Linked DNA regions of Mus musculus: all the other regions are linked to region 3. Evidence: chromatin contacts called from public promoter capture Hi-C and targeted proximity ligation data. All regions are on one chromosome and are shown on one strand. The core of a region is the stretch at or near the end of the contact, and the rest is flanking DNA. Distances in the headings are between cores, read along the strand shown. Region 1 holds the start of Flrt1 (fibronectin leucine rich transmembrane protein 1). Region 2 holds the start of Plcb3 (phospholipase C, beta 3). Region 3 holds the start of 2700081O15Rik (RIKEN cDNA 2700081O15 gene). Region 4 overlaps Macrod1 (mono-ADP ribosylhydrolase 1). Region 5 holds the start of Vegfb (vascular endothelial growth factor B).

Region 1 (2,700 bases), core at 168-2,667, 310 kb after region 3:
GGACTTATTAAATATGCACCCTAGTTGTGCCAGCTCCAGGCACCTAGTAGGCCTTGAACCAGCCACCTTTGGTACAAAGGAACGTGCCCTGATGACAGCTGAGCCTATGCCCTCAGATCCACCATCAAAGCTCCTGTCTAAACAAGGGTGCCTCCAGAGAAATGCAGATACCACAGTTGGGCCTTTTTGGCTGGCTGCTAACCAGGAAGGGATAACATTGTTTTGTTCTGTATTGGTAGGGGCAGCCTGCAGCACCCAGGTCTCTACAGAAGAAAGGGCAGCAGGGTGTAGAAAGCCTGGTCCCACAGGAGACAGACAGCTGAGGGACAGAGGTTAGGGACAGTGGAAACCCTACCTCACTGGCCTTTGGTGAGCCAGAAAAGCTGAGCTTGTTCTGGAAGCCAAGTCCAGGATGGCCCAGTTGGAGCCTTCAAATGATATTTAGTCAGAGAAGCACGTGCTGGGGAAATGGAGGCTGCTCTGGGTTGGGTGGTGGCTCTGCATGGCCAGGTACTCCCCAAACATTGTTCATTGTTGGTTGTTGATGATAGTGACGATATTATTATTATTACACTTATCTGTTTATTTTGTGTGTGTGGTCAGAGGACATCTTGTGAGAGTCAGTTCTCTTCTTCTACCATGTGGGCTCCTGGGGACTGAACTCAGATCTCCAGGTTTGGTGCTAGGTGTATTTACCCACTCTCTAAGCCATCTTGCCAAGTCCCTAAACTTCATTTTTTTGTCTGCCCAATCCTTTCAGGCAGTTACACGGAAGGGTAACAAGCGGTGGGGACAGTAATCTCAGACCCTTGCCTGGCTTGGAGGGAAGTGGTACTTGTCCAAGATGCAGATCCTGGGATGTGGCTTGGCAGCAAAGCGCCTGCCAAGCCCTGGCTTTGATCTCCAGTACTGCAAACCAAAACCAGACCTGAGGATCTGTGTGAATGTTTAGCTAGCCTGATCTACATTCCAGGCTAGCCAGGGATACATAGTGAGATCCTGTCTCAAAAAGCAAAAACAAAAACAAAAAAAACCCAGAGACTGAGAAAGGATGAGAGCAATGGGGCTGTGGCCATGGATGCCTGTGGTACTTGTCCCTATGGCTCTGTTTTCTTGGGGTTGATCACTTGTGTTCTTTGGCAGGTGAAGAACCAGGCAGTAGGCGAGAAAGGCCCCACTCAGGACAGCTGAGCCCCAGGGCTGAAGCAGGAGTAACCGACCCTTCTGCCTCACCCACTTCAGAAGCTTCTCCACAAACAGGAGCAGCCAAGCAGACCAGCCCCTGCCCCCTAAAGTGGCTTCCCAAAGCGGAGCACACAGGCCTGACAGCTCAGCAGTGCGAGGCGAGGTGAGGAGAGGCGAGGCGGCTGCAGCCTGCGGTGAACATCTGAACTCCTCAGAGGGGTAACAGACCCCCCCACACACAGATGCAGCCTGAGTGGCAGGAATACTGAGTCTTTGGAGAGTGGCTCCCTCTCAGCTCTGTCACGCAAGAGCGCTCTCTGCACTGAGCCATTCTGCCAAGTGACTTAAAGGGATTTAAAAAAAACAAAAACAAAAAAAAAACCCCAAAAACAAAAAAAACCTTGGTAAAGAAAAGAAGGCAACAGTCCTAGCAGGGACATTTTGGGAGAGGTGCAGCCTGTGGACAAAAGACTAAAGTTACAAAGAGCTGTGGTGGACGTGGTGGCCAAGGAGAGGCCACATCCCCCGGGGACTGGCTCTGGGCTGTAGGGCATGCCCGGCTCAGGAGTCCCCGGGGGTGCCCCGTGCACCCCGAGCACACAACCTTCACTTCGGAGAGCCAAGCCATCGGTGCCTGTGGCCTAGGGTGCCGAAGATGCAGCGGGGGACCTGCAGGCATATCTGAGGCCTGGCCACAAGGAAGACTATAAGACTTCTGTAGTCTCTGTGTGCCTCTGTGCTCCCTCTGCCCCAGGGTTGTAGTCTGTGGTTTTGAGCCTGCTGGTGACATGGGGCCAAGGATGTGAGTGTGGCCTGGAACATTGAAGCAGTGACCAGTGGGACCCAGTGGCTCCAGGGAGCAGCAGCAGAGGAGGTAAGAGTTTGGGGTAAAGGAGAGAGGGCCACCAGGGGTGGTGCTGTAAAGAAAGGTGACAAGTCTTCCTTCCACGTGGAGGGGACATGGCATATGAGAGGGACAACTGAGTCTTGCCCTCTGAAGGCCCCCAAACAGGAGCCTTCTGCTTGCTGGGGTAGGGACCACTCCAGGGCTCTGTCAGGTGTAAGGGAGACCGCTTGGGAATGAGCCACAGCAGGGAGGGTTATCTCCTTCTGGGCCTTTCCTTTCCCTACCAGGGCTGCTGGCCACCTGCTCTGTACAGAGGGGACGACAGTGAGCCTTGTGATGGTTAGGCAAGAGCTTAGGGGATAGAGGACACCAGCCTTGATGCCTGTTACCCTCAAACTAGCAAGATCCCTTCCACCTGGACCTGCCCTGCTGTGGCCAGAGAAATCCAGGGTGGGCCCAGTCAGGGGTCACACTGGCATCATCTGCACTGGTCCCCTGTATGGACCTTCTGTTGGCTGGAGGGGACAGACAGGTCTAGAGTGGTGGGGTGAGTTTTCCAAGGCTACACAGCAAGTGGCTGGCCAGGCCAGCTCCTCTTAGACTCCCAAGGGTGAAGAGGGGAGGGCCAATACCTCTGCAAACAGTAATCCTGGCAACTTCAGAACCCC
Region 2 (2,700 bases), core at 38-2,537, 450 kb after region 3:
AGAAGAAGAGGAGGGAGATGACAGGCCTGCACCCCCCCCCCTTTTCTCCTACAGACCAGGGAGCAGAGGCAGGAAGCAGAAAGAGGGGTTAAATCCTCTCAGGAAGCTGTGTGACCTTGGGCAAGTCCCTTCCCCTCTCTGGGCCTCAAGTGGAGATAACAATCACACCACTGCACAAGGCCACAGCCAAAGACAACTAGATTCATTAAGTTTGCCGCCATGATGGCGATTTGGAGGACAGCCAGTGCCAGGCAGGGCTCCTCTGGAGGCCTGAGCGCCTGGGGCAAAGGCGCCGGTAGGGAAGCTCCTCCTTAGCCGACCCTCCTCCCCCAGAGCTAGCTCCAACTCTTTCTGGGTTTCTAGGTGACTTGGCTGGCCCCTCTGGATGAGTTCTACTTTAAACCTGCTGCTGCTGCCTCCTCTGTATTGGGGGGGCTCCCACAGGGGCCCCCAGGCAGGAGCCCCCCCAGCCAAGCCCTGCGGGGGGGGCTACAGCCCCCACCCCGGCCGGTGCCCATGGGTCTGCCCCTTCGGTTCCTCAGATCACTGGAACACAGATTTCAGGGCACCTGCTGTGGGCCAGGAGCTGCACAACCCCTCCTTTGGGGACACCCACGAGGCTTCTGCCACCTCTGGGCAAACAACCATCTTTCACTATGTTCAACTAAGAGGTTCACTGAGACTGGCTCCCGTCACAGGGTCAGCAGCACAAGAACTGCGGCAAGGTTTTCTCTGGAAAACCAGGATGCCTGGGTCCTCAAAGGAGGTGGCAGCTCCAGGCCTCCAGAGCTAGGGACGGGGGAGGGGCGCCTGCCGGCGGGAGGCCCATTAGCCAGCTAAGTGCTCCCTGGGAGGGGGGACTGTGCTGCAGCAGGAGGGGGAGAGGCAAAGTGAGGGCACGCGGGTGGAGTGGGATGGAGAGAGATGGGGTGACGACGTTTCCTGAGCTCATTAAGTGCGGTAGGAGTCGGGTTGAGGACAAGGGTCTGTGTCCCCTAACCTTATTATCTTCGCCTTTTCCACCTGAGTCCTCAACCGGCTGACCTTGGCATGTCTTGAGCGGCTCCAACACCCGTCTTTCCAGGTGCACCCTCAATAGCACTTTATCTAAGACAAAAAAAAGAGAGTCCTACTGAGTCAGCCGGCCAACAAAGACCCCCCCCATTCCATCCATCATCCCTTTGGCTGCAGTCGCCGCCCCAACCGCGAGGGGGCGCCGCCGTGGGTCGGGCGGCACCATAGCGGTGGGAGGGGGCGGCACCGCCCGACGGGGCGGGGCTCTGCGGGGGCGGGGCCGGGCGCCGAGTCTCCGGTCCGTCCGGGACAGACTGGCTGGCGGGCGGGCGCTGACGCCGCGGGGCCAGAGCGGGCCGCGCGGGAGCGTGTGGAGAGAGCAGTGGCACCGTCGGTTCCCGTCGGGGCTCCGTAGGTCCCCGAGCCGCCCCTGGCTTAGCCATGGCGGGCGCGAGGCCCGGCGTCCACGCGCTGCAGCTGGAGCCGCCCACCGTGGTGGAGACCCTGCGGCGCGGGAGTAAGTTCATCAAATGGGACGAGGTAAGTGAGTGGGCTGTCCTCTGCTCTGCCTAGATCGAAGGATTCCTTCAGTCACATTCGACTAGATGAATGCCAGGGACCCCCACTTCAGTGTTGCCTGACCACCTCACCCCCTATTCCAGCCTTGTTGCACTCCGGAAACTTGAGTCCCCTGTTGTCCTGGTAATTGAAGACTTTGTCGTTGTCCCCGCTCTTCTCCCCCGCAAGACAGTAGCTGTGGTCAATTGGGCTCTTCTTGGCATGGAGACTTTGAACCCCTGTAAATCCTGTCCTTCTTCTCACTCTTTTCCACCCTTGCCAACGATGAATATCAAAGTCTCCATGCTGGTTCTTAGTTTTTGGTCTGGTCCCCAGACCCCTGTTCCTGGCACAGGACCCCCATGGGGGCATAGGACATCCTTGCCTTGGGTGGGGTGCCACTGGGATCCTACTCTTCTCAGTGCCTCGCTTGCCTGAGCCATTATAGTCATCCCTTTCCAGCCTGCCCTGGTTGATACCCTTTCGTCCTGCTTCTGGATTCCAGCGAGCTTTCTGTTCAGATGGGAGCACCGAGCCACCCCTTACCGGAGACTTTGTTCCTTTCCAGGTTCCTCCAACTCTGGGAACTTTGCTCCCCACTCCTTAACTTAGTGACTTTGAACCTCAATAAATCCTGGTCCCCACTTTTTATTGCTTTCTCTCAGGTACTTCCCTGATACTCACCTGCGGCTTCTTATCTAGATATCACGTCTCACCCACGTTTCTGTACTGTTCCCTCTCCTACCCCCTGGGCTCCTTGCTCCCTAGGGCCTCAACTCAGGCGGCCTGAGTTTCCTTACTGTTCCTTCCCAGTCGGGCCATAGGCCTGGAAGACGCTGGGTTTCTTTCCGGCAGGGTGGGGCAGGAGTGAGAACTAAGGGGAGGGGCTGGGGGCGTGGCCTTAGCTGCAGGTGTGCTGGGCAAGGGTGGGTACCCCCGGGGCCCCAGGATACCCCTTCCCCCAGGCCAGACTAAAGGGAAAAGTTTCTCCTTTTCCTTGCAGTGTGATAAACCCAAATAAGGAAGTGGAAACAAGGAGAGGGCCTGGGTTGGGGTGGGGGTGCTGAACAAAGTTTGGAACTGAAGAGCCAGAGCCCTGGGTGGCCTTTGGAGGTTAGGCCCCTGAAG
Region 3 (2,700 bases), core at 8-2,507:
CAAATGCACTGACTGAATAGCTAGCATCCTACTAAGCATCTTTCCAGTGCAGGACCACTGTTAAATCTAAGGCAGACTGGCCCTTTAAGAGCAGAAAGAAGAAAAAAATAAAAGAAAGAAAGAAAGAAAAAGGAGGAGCTGAGATTTTTTTCAAAAAAATAAAAAGGGGGGGTGGGGGGCGGGGGCTTATAGGGAGAGGAGCTCAAAGAGTAGAGAGCACTCTCCCTAGTACGGATGGAACCTCCGCTGATCTAAAGGCAATGAACCTTACAGAAGGGAGACAAAAAAAAGCAGTTGGTTTTAAGGGCCAACTAGGGCCGGCAGGTCTTGGTACAGCTGACAAACTGGGGCCAAAATCGATTCTGAAACGCGACAACGCACGGGTGGGGCATCCACCTTCGTGTGCGAACCCATCCCTCACTAAGACCTTCCCGACGTGGGGTATGACAGACGGGGGCCCCCAGGACGCAGGCTGCGCTTTGTTTCTCGTAGCGTAACCGTGAAGGGAAGAGTTCACGTCTCCAGCAAGGCCACGCAGAAAGGGATGGCATAACCGAGAACAGCGGAATCCCGAGCTATGCTACTCTGGGGAAAGCCTCAGAAAGGGACAGAGGGACTGGGAAGCCTTTAAAAGACAGACCACCTGGGAGTGTGAAAGAGAAAGGGCGGGAGCCGCAAGTTCCAGCACCTCGACTCCCACGTCGCTGCCCCCCCCCCCAAAAAACGAGCAACGCGGGGCCCTTTAAGGAGCAGGGATCCGCCCCAGCCCGGCGGGCAGACCCCGCCACGGGCAGGGAGCGCCCCGCGGGCCTTGTAGCTGCTCTCTGCGCCCACCAGGTGGCGCCCCGAGCCGCCCTGCGCTCGTCCCCCGCTTTGTTCGGCGGCCGAGAGGGGCCCGGAGCCGCAGCCCTCCCCTCCCCCACGCCGGGGCCCCCCACCCCCGGTCGTCGGCCCCAGATCTTACCGCCGTCGTCCTCCTCGGGCTCCGTGCCGCCGCTCGCTGCGGTGGGCGGCAGCCGTCGGCCCCGTGCCGAGGTCACTGCGGGCCCGGGGCCGCCCCTGCCGCCGCCGCTCCGGCTCCGGTGGTCCCCGCCGGGCTCCATGCGCTGCGCTGCGGAGCGGGGGCCCCGGGGCGGCGGGGCGCGGGGCCGCGGAGCCAGCGGCGGCGCACGCGGGGCGCTCGGTGCGCGGGGCCCCCGGGCGCGGGGCGCATTCACGGGCGGCCGGCCGCACGGACGGCTGACTGCTCGCTCGGCAGCGCGGGCTGGACCGGGGTGGGGATTCCTGTCTGGGGCCCCTGGGGCTCCTTTAAGGGCTCCTGGGTAAATTTAAAGGGGCCGCGCGCAATTTCCTCCTGCCAGCTCGCGGGGGGCTGGTGCGGGGAAAGCGGGAGGTGGCAAGTCCGCAACGGGCGCTTGTTACGGACGCGGGGAGCACGGTCCTCAGCGCCCTCGTGGGTCCGCCCTGCCGCGTCCGCAGCTGCAGCTCCGGCTGGTAAAGAGTCGCCGAGGTGACCAGGGGCGCCCGTGTCCAGTCCGCTGCGACGCGCTTCAGCCACCGCCCCCTCGGGGCATCTCCGAGCGCGGCTCTCCGCAGCCCGCTAGCAGGGGACCGCCCGGTGCGGCGGCACCGTTCCCCTCTCCGGGGTGCCTCGTCCTCCCGCAGGAGCTGGGCGCGGGCCCCAAGCAGACGCGCCTGGCAGGGGCCCCAGATGGCCGCGGCCCCGCGGAGAGGGTGGAGCCGTGGGGGCTGCCGCGCCCCCTCCCGCGGGAGCCTGGGGCTAGCGCTGGCAGCTCTGGCTTCTACCGGGGAGGGGCGGCGGGGCGAGGTTTCCCTGGAGCCGGCCAGAGTGAGGGCGGCGGCCGCGAAAGCGCAAGCCGGGAAGAGGGGCGCGCAGAGGAGTGTAAGAGAGCTAGCACGCTGCGCCTGGCCAGCCGGCGTTCCGAAACAGAGGTGGCCCTGGGCTGGAAGCCGGAAAGAGAGGGAGACTGCGGCGGTGATTCAGGCTCCTGCCCCCGCAGGCCTATAGGTACCGGGTGAGGCACTCCGCTCAGCCCCGGGCTCCTGCACAGGACGAAGGTGCAAAGAAGGGACTGGGATCCTGGTGATGGGCAGCTGGAGATTCGCATCCCTAGGCTGGAAAACCCTGGGGCGAATTCTGGCTTCGGCCGAGGGACACCTTCAGGTCTCAGGCTCCCGGTAAGCCTGGAGAAGGAACCTCGAAAGGTTGTAGGGTCGAGGCAACCTGGGGTCCTGCCAGGGCCAGCTGGAGAAACAGGTCCTCCCTTAGCCTTTGGTTAGTCGTCCACAACAAAGCAGAGGCCTGGAGATCCAAATTACAGGATGCCAGAGACCATGAGGGTCTAGAAGTGGGTTTTATTCCCTCCCTGTCGGGGAGGCACACCACAGTCAAAGAAGGCACCATTCATGGAGTCATTCTCACACTTAACACCTACTATGTGCTACAAGAGCTGACACTCTGGACATGCAGCAGTGAACAAGATTGCTACTAATGCGGGTAACTTAGACATCCTCAGTTTATAAAAAGGAAACAGTTTCAGCCCCTTGGGAGTAAGGAAACTATTAAATTACCCGACCCACAGGAAACCATTCTCCGAAGTGTATATGCCAAGAGGACAAGAGTCACTGGTGGAAATCACACACACACACATACACACACTCACACGTAGTCTCCGGAAT
Region 4 (2,700 bases), core at 119-2,618, 280 kb after region 3:
GCAGGCAGGCTGGGGACTGGGAGGCCCTGTGAGAACCCCAGAGCAGGTCAGGTGGGGCCCCGCCTTGCCTGCTGGGCCAAGAGGAGGAGGAGAAGCCGGAGGGAGGAGTGTGCTGGGCACAGGAGGCATCCCAGCTGATCCCAGCAGATTTAACAGGACTTTGAAAAATAAAAAAGGTAAAACAGTCAAACCACTGCCCGCTCCTCCTGCTGCAATAAAAATGGATTTATTTGTTCGTGGAATGAAATTTAATAACTTTGGGGGGAGATGAGGCGTGAACAATAACAGTTTTTTTCCCCTCTTTCTCATTTTGGAGGGAGAAGGGAGGAAGAAGAGGGGATGAGGACCCCCGTTGAGATAGTTGGGGGAAGGGGGTGTGTGGGACTGAGCCCTCTAGAGATTGGCTAAGTAGACAAGGAGGGGCTGGCTCTGCTCCACGCTCCAGAGACTTCCACGGTTCAGGTTCACGGAGGGGCCGCGTGCTTCTCTTGTTTCCCTGTGCACCCGGCTGTGCGCCAGGCCTCTGCCCCCGCTGGGCCCTCCTCCTGCTGTGCCTTCCTCCCCTGTCAAAATTCCACTCATCCCTCAGAACTGTTTGTAGAAAGGCCTCCACCAAAGCTCCCATGCCCCTCCCCAACCCACTCCCAGTCCCTGGCAGCAGCCCCTCCCAGCTACAGCATGCCCCTAGACCTCTCTGAGAACCCACATCCCTTTCTACCCTCTGCAAAATTGTGTGTGGTGCTTGGCTCCCAGATTTCAGCCTGTGGCCCTCACCTCTGGGCCCTGGCCCAGAGCAGTAATGTTTGTTGAATGAATAAGTGTAAGTCAGAGACTTGGTGTCTGTCAATTATCCTCTAACCCAGGGGCTGTCTGAGCAGAAGCCAAGAAGCCAAGCTCCCTACATGGCCACTGCTCTTAACTGAGCCGGTACCAGACCTGGAGGACTGCTGGAGGAAGGGTAGGGGGCCTCAGTGCTCCACCCCAGAAACCCACTGCTTTCTATGAGGTGTTTCATCTCTTCAGGCTATGCTTTCCACAAAGCAGGTCCCAGAGTCACCGAGCCTGGTAGTTATGGGGGTTCTCTGTCAAGCAGGAGGTCCCAGAGTCTGGTGAAGCCAGCGATTGCAATGCCTCATCCTCTCTTGGACTACGGAACACAAGAATCGGACCACGAAGGAAGGGGCTGTGAACTGAGTCACCCGGGCCAGGCTGTGGGCAGGGACTGGCCGTGCCAAGAGGTTGGAAGCCTCTCTAGGTTGGTCTTATGGTGATTCCAGGTCTGGCTCCCACAGCCTGGAGAGGCCTCAGCTGTGCAGGGGGGACAGGCAGCCTGGGAGCTGCTGGGCAGGTCGATAGCAAAACAAACGCACTATTGACCGCAGCCGCTCACTAAATCCTCCCGGCAGACAAGCTGATGTGAGCCCAAATAGAATGGACTCAGAACTCAAGTCGCCCCTCCCTGCCCCACCCCCAGCTCCAGGGGAGGGGCGAGGCGAGCTGCAGCTGGGCCGAAAGCGGGGCTGGGACCAACTCTGTTCCAGTCTCAGTGCACAGGCTTGGAGTCAGGCGGCCCTGAGCGGGGCCAGGAGAGGCCATGGATGCCCGAAGGCAGGAATCCCAGCAGCTAAAATTAGGTCCAGCTGATCTGTTTTTTTTTTTTTTTTTTTTTAATAATTACATAACATTTGCTAAATAGCAAAGAATACATATGCTGTCTCTCGGTTATGAAGCATAATAATGAACCAAATGCCTATGACCCCTGTATGCAAATGAAGCCCAGTGTAGGTCATTGGTCTCCAGTGCTCTGGGGCAGAGATAATGAGGCACCCTGCACCTGGTGCCCTGGATTCTCTGTCAGCCTCAGCCTAGATCTGCAAAGATTAGCTAGGAATACTCTCAGAATTGGGGAGTGCGCACCTTGGCTTGGGCTGTGGCTTCTCATGTATGACCCAGAGGTTCCCTAACCTGGGGACCTGGGGACCCGTGAACCCTGACACTTCCTTGCATGCTTGCGTATCTGGTGATGGTGTCATTTTCTAGGGAAAGGGTTGTGTTCCCACAGTGAGCTTTTCCAAGATAGACAAGTCAGTTCTGTGGCCCAGGAAAGGCCAAGACTCAACCACAAGGATCAGAAGCAGATCCAGGTTTCTGAGGGCCATTGGGCATCCGGCACAGGCCCCGCCCCCCAATTGCCTGCTTCTGTCTCGGTTTCCCCCACATTCCCACGTTCAATCATCCATTGATTCAGAAACACCTCTTAGGATCCTGCTGTGTGCTGTGTGAACTGGGTGTGTGGGTGTGTGATCCGGAGGCTGTGACCCACACTTCCAACTGTGGCCTCCTGCTCTTAGGCCCATCCTATTCTCTAAGGCAGCCCAGGGTGGACTTGAGGTCCCAGATCTGCCTTTGAGCTCCCACTCAACCTGCCTGGCTTCTCTTCTGGATAAAATAAAGTCTTATCTTTGGCATCCTTAAGATGGGCAGGATGAAACTGGAGGGTTTTGGAAGGATTCACCGAGGTCGTTTGTGGCACTTATTAATTAACGTATTAATTCACAATTAGTGCCAGACGCCTGCTGAGTTGGGGCTGCCCGTTCTGGCCCAGGTACAGGTATGAGAGGCAAGGGCCAGAGACAGGCGTTGGAGCCGCACAGCTGTGCGGGCTGCCAGCCTGGGCGGTCTGGCACATCAGATGGTGTG
Region 5 (2,700 bases), core at 8-2,507, 430 kb after region 3:
ATGGAGTTTGAGGCTAGCCTAGGCTACATTAAACTGTGTCTCAATATAGAAAGAAAGAGGGCCAGGCAGTGGTGGTGCACGCCTTTAATCCCAGCACTTGGGGGGCAAAGGCAGGTGGATTTCTGAGTTCGAGGCCAGCCTGGTCTACAAAGTGAGTTCCAGGACAGCCAAGGCTATACAGAGAAAACCTGTCTCAAAAAACCATAAAAAAAAATAAAAGAAAAGAAAGAAAGAGCGAGGAAGGACAAGTGCCGTATAACAGTGACAGTCCATGGTAGCTGCCAGGACCTCACCATACACTCGAATGCATGCTGTCATACCAGTTTTCTGTGGCATAGAAACCCAAAGGATGGAGCCCATTGTCCGTAGTATCTAGCAATGGAGATTACCTAAATATGCCCCCTTTCTAGTCTTCTGGGAGAGGCAACCTGATTTCAGAGCTGTTTCACCAACCTTCTTCACAGGACAGCCAGTGACTTAGGGTGCCACCTAGTTCTGGGACTTGGGCCACTTGGTGTCTGTTATAGAGAGAGATGTAAAGTTGTGTGAGAGATGCTAGAACCTGGTCAAGGACCAGGGTTTGAGGGACACCAGAGTTCGGAGACTCGGAGTTAACTGCAATTCCTTCACAGGAAGCTGGAGCAGGTGCATCGCAGCTTCATGGATGAAAAGGACCGGATCATTACAGCCATCTACAATGACACTCGGGCCAGGGCCAGGTCTGTCACTGCTCTGACTTTGCTTCCTGCTTCAGCACCACCCTCCAGGATGTCTGTCCTGATCCTGTTTTTCTTTCCAGGGCCAACAGAGCCAGGATTCAGCAGGAGCGCCAGCAGAGGCAGCAGCCTCGGGCAGAACCCTCCCTGCCTCCAGAAAGCTCCAGGATCATGCCCCAGGACACAAGCCCCTGAGAGGCTTAACTAAATGGGACCTTCATTGGTCCTCTCCCTGCTGCCTGTCCAGAACTACACGTGCAATAAACTCATTTTCAGACGCCTGTCCGATTCGGTCCTTCAGGTCACGCATCTCCTCACCCCTCCCCTCGTGAGGCAGCGACCCCCGGAGCTCGGCCTCCAGGGCGGTGTGTCCCCTTTCCCCTGCAGCGGCGGGAGGGGGCGTTTGGAGGGGACCGGCTCCGCCCCCGCCCCGCCTCCGCCCGCGGCCCGGTGGGGAGCGCGTGTTTAGGTCACATGAGCCTCTTGCCCGCCAGCCCCGGCCAGGCCCCCTGCCACCCCCCGCCGTCCCCGTTGCCCGCCGTCCCGGCCACCACCGCCGCCACTACAGGCCGCCTGCCTGTCTTGTTCCTCAGGCCGTCGCTGCGGCGCTGCGTTGCGCTGCCTGCGCCCAGGGCTCGGGAGGGGGCCGCGGAGGAGCCGCCCCCTGCGCCCCGCCCCGGGTCCCCGGGCCCGCGCCATGGGGCTCTGGCTGCCGCCGCCCCCCACGCCGCCGGGCTAGGGCCATGCGGGCGCTCCCGGCGCTCGCCCCCCGCGGGCACCATGAGCCCCCTGCTCCGTCGCCTGCTGCTTGTTGCACTGCTGCAGCTGGCTCGCACCCAGGTACGTGCGTCCGCGACATCCCGCTCGCTAGCTCGCCCGCCCGCCCGCGGTGCCCTCTCAAGGTTGGCGGAAGTGGGGAGGCGCCTGCTACCTCTGTCGAGGGGATCCTCAGTTCAAACCGGGAATATCCCTTAAGAGGTGCCCCTTGGCGAAGGCCCGCTAGTCCTAGCCCATGCCCCTGGGGCCACTCCCCCACCTCACCCCATCCCCTGGGCGGTTGTAGGGCGGAGCTGCCTCCGTGCCCTCCGAACCTCGTTTGTCTCCCACTATCCTGGCTCCTGACCTAAAACAAGCCCAGCGCTAAGGCTTGGGCTTTAGTACCATTCCCAGAGTATGCCTGGTGGGTCTTGGGCCAGGGAAAGTACCAGATGTCTGAGTATACAAGAAAAATTAGAACCAAGGTCTTGGGAACAGAATAAATCTGGAAAGGTGTCAGAAAGGCGCAGAAGCCTGACTCAAGGACGGAGCCCTTACATAGCCACAGGGCCAGCCCTTTTAGAGTGCATCTTGGGCCCAGGTATCTTCTTTCCCACAGGCCCCTGTGTCCCAGTTTGATGGCCCCAGCCACCAGAAGAAAGGTAATAATAGTTAACAATAACTTGCCACCAGCCAGTACTAAGAGGGGTTAGCACTTGCTCTGATTTCATATCCCTTATCTTGCGTGATCCCAACTCCTTTGGGCGATACCATTCCATAGAGGAAGAAACTGAGGCAGAGGGCTTAATCATTTCTTGAGAAACAAGGCAGAGAAAGACAGGTTTAAAAGATGGTTGGGGTGGTGGTGATAGGGTATCAGAGAGGCTACATGCTCAGAGGAGCTTCAGGAGACCTGATAAGAACTTAATCCATCTGGGTCTGCCCACAGTGGTGCCATGGATAGACGTTTATGCACGTGCCACATGCCAGCCCAGGGAGGTGGTGGTGCCTCTGAGCATGGAACTCATGGGCAATGTGGTCAAACAACTAGTGCCCAGCTGTGTGACTGTGCAGCGCTGTGGTGGCTGCTGCCCTGACGATGGCCTGGAATGTGTGCCCACTGGGCAACACCAAGTCCGAATGCAGGTACCAGGGCCTATGGGTCAGGTGTGTTGATGGGACAGTGATGTCCTATGGGCTGGGCCAACCCAGGGAGGGGCGTGCTGGA

What was found. Promoter capture Hi-C pulls out the DNA fragments that hold promoters and counts their contacts. Capture Hi-C pulls out chosen DNA fragments and counts their contacts.
Region 1: a contact with region 3 is called in a promoter capture Hi-C map of pancreatic islet. A contact is called at or near these places in 8 of 39 promoter capture datasets (the C10 cell line, cranial neural crest, embryonic stem cells and 4 more), 1 of 484 Hi-C or Micro-C datasets (embryonic stem cells), 3 of 130 datasets of targeted methods (embryonic limb bud, embryonic stem cells and pro-B cells) and 2 of 9 other capture datasets (liver and pancreatic islet).
Region 2: a contact with region 3 is called in a promoter capture Hi-C map of second pharyngeal arch cranial neural crest. A contact is called at or near these places in 5 of 39 promoter capture datasets (cranial neural crest, frontonasal cranial neural crest, maxillary cranial neural crest and 2 more), 1 of 484 Hi-C or Micro-C datasets (embryonic stem cells), 2 of 130 datasets of targeted methods (embryonic stem cells and pancreatic cancer cells) and 1 of 9 other capture datasets (adipose tissue).
Region 4: a targeted proximity ligation map of pancreatic cancer cells shows a contact between it and region 3. A contact is called at or near these places in 2 of 39 promoter capture datasets (the SN4741 cell line and cranial neural crest), 1 of 484 Hi-C or Micro-C datasets (nephron progenitors), 2 of 130 datasets of targeted methods (forebrain and pancreatic cancer cells) and 3 of 9 other capture datasets (embryonic stem cells, liver and pancreatic islet).
Region 5: a contact with region 3 is called in a promoter capture Hi-C map of embryonic stem cells, with 4 times the contacts expected there. A contact is called at or near these places in 12 of 39 promoter capture datasets (the 3T3-L1 cell line, cranial neural crest, embryonic stem cells and 7 more), 3 of 484 Hi-C or Micro-C datasets (embryonic stem cells and nephron progenitors), 7 of 130 datasets of targeted methods (embryonic stem cells, memory CD8 T cells, neural tube and 2 more) and 1 of 9 other capture datasets (adipose tissue).

Annotation. Positions count from the first base shown.
Region 1 is chr19:7,104,446-7,107,145 of GRCm38.p6, reverse strand. Flrt1 (fibronectin leucine rich transmembrane protein 1) reads left to right here and starts at 1,417. Exons shown (of 2, transcript NM_201411.2): 1 at 1,417-2,059. All of the region lies in intron 3 of Macrod1 (mono-ADP ribosylhydrolase 1), which reads right to left.
Region 2 is chr19:6,968,401-6,971,100 of GRCm38.p6, reverse strand. It overlaps Plcb3 (phospholipase C, beta 3), which reads left to right and starts at 1,287. Exons shown (of 31, transcript NM_001290349.1): 1 at 1,287-1,554. The coding sequence starts at 1,456. It overlaps Gm52400 (a long non-coding RNA gene), which reads right to left and starts at 2,405. Exons shown (of 3, transcript XR_003952919.1): 1 at 2,257-2,405; 2 at 1,001-1,107.
Region 3 is chr19:7,416,182-7,418,881 of GRCm38.p6, reverse strand. 2700081O15Rik (RIKEN cDNA 2700081O15 gene) reads right to left here and starts at 1,257. Exons shown (of 5, transcript NM_175381.6): 1 at 965-1,257. The coding sequence starts at 1,103.
Region 4 is chr19:7,133,544-7,136,243 of GRCm38.p6, reverse strand. All of the region lies in intron 3 of Macrod1 (mono-ADP ribosylhydrolase 1), which reads right to left. It overlaps Gm38621 (a long non-coding RNA gene), which reads right to left. Exons shown (of 2, transcript XR_877703.3): 2 at 205-563. It also overlaps a transcript of Flrt1 not described here. Among named protein-coding and RNA genes, the nearest start is that of Gm38621, 12 kb to the right of the region's middle.
Region 5 is chr19:6,986,208-6,988,907 of GRCm38.p6, reverse strand. Vegfb (vascular endothelial growth factor B) reads left to right here and starts at 1,257. Exons shown (of 7, transcript NM_001185164.1): 1 at 1,257-1,556; 2 at 2,092-2,134; 3 at 2,422-2,618. The coding sequence starts at 1,497. Dnajc4 (DnaJ heat shock protein family (Hsp40) member C4) reads left to right here. Exons shown (of 7, transcript NM_001357001.1): 6 at 633-719; 7 at 800-997. The coding sequence ends at 911.